Linked DNA regions of Anas platyrhynchos: region 1 is linked to region 2. A link is a contact called in public Hi-C data. All regions are on one chromosome and are shown on one strand. The core of a region is the stretch at or near the end of the contact, and the rest is flanking DNA. Distances in the headings are between cores, read along the strand shown. Region 1 overlaps BCKDHB (branched chain keto acid dehydrogenase E1 subunit beta). Region 2 has its middle 130 kb from the start of BCKDHB.

Region 1 (2,700 bases), core at 119-2,618, 87 kb after region 2:
AGACATTTCTAGAGACCACTATTTCAACCCACAAACAGGCTGAAAAAACAGCTGAGATGAATGACCCTCAGGAGATATCCATCCTCTAGAATAACTCATGAGCTAGTGTCACTAGCTCAAACTTTAATACCCTTATCTCCTCCTCGTGCAGATGACAAATGTTAACCTATTTCAAAGCTGAACATAATATCAGAATCTTGAAAAATTCTTCACAAATTCTTATGTTTCACCATATTTATTATACACATTTATTTTATTTACGTCTCACTCAGCCATACGCTCATAAACACGCTGACAGGAGCAGTACAAAGTCAAAGCAGCTGCTTAACTTGGCTAAAAAGAGGCCTCTGGTGGCAGTAGCTAAGTATAACTTCTCAAAGTTTTATGGAATATGTATTTTGATGACAACTTTATATATTTAAAAGTATCTATAGAAAGCAGACTAGGCAGTTATATTTGCAGTGAAAATTGACACATTACTGCTCATCTCCCAAGCAGTAACTATGTCAAGTCCATTCATCTTCATGCCTATACCACCCTTGTCAAATCAGTCTTAATGTTGCATATATTTTCAGTTATGTAAAGTAGTTCATTTTTAAACAGCAACGTTGCAAATTTCAGTGTTACAGTTATCTCAATACTGCAGATAGTAAAAATTAGTAAATTAAGGTTCAGGCCTGCTTATTCCCTGAGATCAATCATGAAGGCACCTGGATTTTCTTAAAAAAATTACACAGATAAGTAAAATTCAGTGAAATATTTCCTTATAAAAATGTAATATTTCTTGGGTAAGTATAAGAATAAAATAAACCTGTAGATTAAAACATATCAGATAGGCAAATGTATACAACTTGATAAAATTCAGTTCCTTTATTACAGCTTAATGACTTTAACCCACAGGCAACACTAGTCCTTTAAAAGTCCGTGCCAAACTTCTGGCATATGATTAGGAACAAGAAGATAGCCCACAAGAAGTCAGATAAGGCTTCCTGCCTTCTAGAAAGAGCCAACAGACAGAAGAATCGTGATAATGTAAAGAACTGGAACGGAAATGTTAAGGTCAGTATGAACGAAATGTGAGTGGAAGTGTATGTGCGCAGGAATTGAAAGCAGCAGCAGAACTAAAAACAGCCTGTACTGAGAACAAAGGACACAACTCCCTGCAGTCAAACAGAGGGATGTGTGAGTAAAACACAAAGTTCTTCCTGCTCTCTGATAAGACCACAGCACAGACCACTCATCGACGGAAGGCCCTGCATCCCAGCACCAGCGGAACAGCAGAAAGGCTGCAGCTTGTATCACATCCACCACCCTTATCTCCTTCTCCTGTCAGATGCAAAGGAAAGACATAACAAACACATGTAATGTAATGAAAAACATAAAAACTGACTAAGATTACAAAGGCTGACGTAAGTAAGACTGAGGCAAAGTGCTGCCCTGTCACAACAGATAATTTTCTTATTGGTTGGGACTGCTGTAAGACCGATCCCATTACCTATTAAATGCCCACACACAGACCCATGGACAGCCAAGGACTCTCTGGTATGGTCACCTTTTCTATCACACTTTCTTGGTCCCTGATGATGGAAACTCAGGAAGAGAATAAGTGAAGTACAGCAAGTCCTGTTGCTGAAACTGATTCTGAAAGCCACTGCCATTTTCACCAACTTCATCAAGAAATTCCTCTTGGCCTGAGGTTACAGCAAGAAGCTACAACTATCATTTCCACCTTTCTATTTATGTTAGAGATTATATAATCATAGAACCATTAAGGCTGGAAAAGACCTCCAAGATCATCTGATCTAACCACCCACCTGCCACCAGTATCACCCACCAAAACATGTTCTTAAGCAGCACACACAACCCTTCCTTAAACACCCCGAGGGACGGTGACTGCACCACCTCCCTGGGCAACCCTTTCCAATGCCTGACTGCTCTTTCTGAGAAGAAATGTCTCCTCATTTCCAACCTGAACCTCCCTGGGCACAACTTGATGACATTCCCTTTAGTCCTATCACTAGTTACCTGCGAGAAGAGGCTGACCCCCAGCTCCCCACACCTTCCTTTTAGGTAGCTGTAGAGAGCAATAAGGTCTCCCCTGAGCCTCCTCTTCTCCAGACTGAACAACCCCAGTTCCCTCAGCCATTCCTCATAGGACTTGTGCTCCAGACCCTTTACCAGCTTCATAGCCCTTCTCTGGGCATACTCCAGGGCCTCGATGTCCTTCTTGTAATGAGGGGCCCAAAACTGAACACCATACTCAAGGTGCGGCCTCACCAGAGCAGAGTACAGAGGGACCACCTCCCTGGTCCTGCTGGCCACACTATTCCTGATACAATCCATGGTTCCCATTGGCCTCCCTGGCCACCTGGGCACACTGTTGGCTCATGTTCAGGTGAGCATCGACCAGCATCCACAGATCCTTTTCCTCTACACAGCTTTCGAGCCACTCTCCCCCAAGCCTGTAGCACTGCATGGGGTTGTTGTGGCCAAAGTGCAGGTCCTGGCACTTAGCCATGTTGAACCTCATCCCGTTGGCCTCTGCCCATCAACCCAACATGTCCAGGTCCCTCTGCAGGGCCTTCGTACCTTCCAGCAGATCAACACTTTCCCCCAGCTTGGTGTTATCTGCACACTTAGTGAGTGTGCACTCAATTCCCTCATCCAAGTCATCAATAAAGATATTAAAGAGGATGGGCC
Region 2 (2,700 bases), core at 34-2,533:
TGCTCTGTCACCCTCACAGTAAAGAAGGTTTTCCTCATAATCAGCTGGAATTTCCCGTGTTTCAGTTTGTGCCCATTGCCTCTTGTTCTGTCACTGGGCACCACTAAAGAGTCCAGCCCCATCCTGTTGACACCTCCCTTTGGATATTTATGCACACTAATGAGATCCCCTCTCAGTCTTCTCTAAGCTAAGCAGACCCAGCTGTCTCAGCCTTGTTGGTTTTCTTATGGGAAAATGAGGTAAAAGTCACTTTAAAAGCTTAAAAGTGTTGTAGTAGAAAAAGTAGCCAGGTTGTAGGCAAAAAGGGAGGGAAAAACCTAACTGAAGAGATGGGTGGAGGACAAGAAAAGATCTCTGGAAAGGAACAACAACTATGGTTACTCTAACCTCGTCCATATTCCTTTTTGTTCTGCAGATATCAACACTTGAATGACAACCTGCCCACTCTCCTTCGCAAGTTAAATTGTGTTTTGTGAATAAAGCACAGGAACGGAGGGTTACAACAAGAGATGCCATAAAGCAGTTCAAGGTGCACTTGAACAAGGTTGTGCTTTGTTCTTCCACCGCCTCACTGCTCTCTCAAGAAGTATCTTTGGACACCCCTTAGGTCAAGAAGTAGGCTTTTGCGTCACAGCAGGCACAATCTTACTGCTGCTTTTTTTACAGGATAAAAAAAAAAAAAAAAAAAAAAAAAAAAAAAAAAAAAAGAGCTGAAACCACACTAATATGTGACACATATCTCTCAAGTGTCTTCGTGTCTTCTACTTTGACCTGAGGCACAGCCCTGCACCAGGCTGGGTGAGCAAGGGAGCCTACAATGCTAGACTGCAGCTGTGGGTCCTCCTGGGGGCATCCTGCCTATCTTTTCTGCACAAGCCGTTCAAAAAAAAAAAAGCAAGCAAAACTATTTTGCTGTTTTGCTGCAAACCCCTGGTTAGAAAATAGAGAGTGTGAGCTAGCTGAGCTAGCTGAGCACATGAAAAGCTGTGGTGCTGCACTGCAAATGCGTGCAGGTGTTGAGTAATTCAGTGCCCATTGCCGCTGAACAGCAAACTCTCCCTAACGCCTCCTCTGTGCAATCGCATCACACCTGCCATTGAGACCTACCACCTGGATGTGCTGCTCAAGGCCAGCCAAGCACCGTCTCCACGCTTGCAGAGATGAGCTGGCTCCTCGATTTGTCTCCCGTCACGGCTTATTTCCTGCCTGCCGAGCACCAGGCTGCTCTGACTCAGCTGCAGGAGGAAGGCACCGTGCGGCTGCTGCCTGCGTTGCCATAGCGTGCCCTTGTGCAGATTGCCTCTGTCACCCACTGAAGGTCACCCTTCCTGCGTCACCACGCAGTATCACTGCCGCAGCGCAGGTGGAGGAACAGTTTGTATGCGTGCTCCTTACCTGACCTGGGGTGAAACTAAAGGGACTTGGGATACTGATGTCGCTCTGCAGACTGATGTTGTCCTTCACCAGTCAGACCTCAGCAAGGTCCGAGACGCTGAGGGAAGGGAGCAATGGCTTTACTGTCCACTTGGCTTACTCCAGAGCTCTGGCAAGCCAAACTGCCTTTGCATAGAGGAGGCTCACCTTGACACCCATGGGTAGAAGCAGCAGACGGGACTGTTGTCCCCACCAGCTCCCTCAGGCAGAGCCAAGTGCCCCAGTCATGTTCCTCTACCACCACCCAGGTTCCCTGCTGGGAGAGACAGGGCCAGTCCTGGCCAGGCATGAGCTGCCTCTCCTGCTTCACAGCCCAAGTTAACCCAAGAGGTTCGGCCTGGAGGGGAACCCCCATGCTTGCCTGCACCGCCACATCACCCAGGCAAGTCGGGAGGCTGGTAAGGGCTGTGGTGGAATGGCTGAAAAGAAATCATCCATCCACAGCCCAGGTCACTTAGCTCAAAATTGCTTGGGACTGCACAAAACTGGAGCTAAGGTGGCTCAGATACCACAGAGCTGTTAAAAGCAGTGCAACTGCTGGCGTAATAAATTCAGACAATTTCTGTTTTCAGCAAGTACTCAGCTGTGAGCAAATGGAGTGTAAGTAAACAGGAATGATTTAATTATCATATAAAATTAATTAATTAGACACAGGAATCAACAGGGAATCCTTTTCAAACACTGGTGGCACATTACTGTCAGTTGTAGCATACTTATCTGCTGACCTACATGAGCAAGAACAGATTGAAGTTTCTGCGCTTAATGTACTATAATCATTTTGGCTTACTTTTCCCCCCGAGACAGGCAAAAATAAAGTTAAGAAAAGTGACCAAAGAACATACAACCATTTCAAAGCAAGTAACGTAAACCCAAAGCTGGGTTGATTCAGTGTTGCACTGGCAATGTGAAAACAGGCTAATGACCAAATCCATCAGTTGTTCCTTCTGGTACAGGGCTGGGGACAACTAACACAACATGACATACAGGTTAGGTCACCATGGTGGTAGCAGTAGACTGAAGGACAGGCAGTCTTCTCCCAGCCTCTTGCACCAGTTTCTCCATGGCCCCAGAATCCACCTTCATGTGCTGCTTCTCTGCTCCCTTGTCCTGCCAAAAGCATGGAATGGGAAATTTTGTTTGAAGTTAAATCTCTAACACCTTCCACGTATGGGCTGTGACCCTATGACAGCCTCTGAGAATTGGACCCTGTTGCCCAGACGAGCATCTAACAATGATGGTTGAGATGTCTGAGACTCAACAAGCATC

Evidence for each region. A called contact is a pair of places that touch in the nucleus more often than the background predicts.
Region 1: a contact with region 2 is called in a Hi-C map of skeletal muscle, with 2.6 times the contacts expected there. The contact joins two enhancer-like sites. A contact is called at or near these places in 2 of 8 Hi-C or Micro-C datasets (skeletal muscle and subcutaneous adipose tissue).

The regions. Positions count from the first base shown.
Region 1 is chr3:86,114,958-86,117,657 of IASCAAS_PekinDuck_T2T, forward strand. All of the region lies in intron 8 of BCKDHB (branched chain keto acid dehydrogenase E1 subunit beta), which reads right to left. Among named protein-coding and RNA genes, the nearest start is that of BCKDHB, 41 kb to the right of the region's middle. Within about 2 kb of position 1,369, at least 4 of the 8 cell types and tissues checked have an H3K27ac peak or open chromatin away from gene starts, as enhancers often do.
Region 2 is chr3:86,027,853-86,030,552 of IASCAAS_PekinDuck_T2T, forward strand. No RefSeq gene overlaps it. Among named protein-coding and RNA genes, the nearest start is that of BCKDHB, 130 kb to the right of the region's middle. Within about 2 kb of position 1,284, at least 2 of the 8 cell types and tissues checked have an H3K27ac peak or open chromatin away from gene starts, as enhancers often do.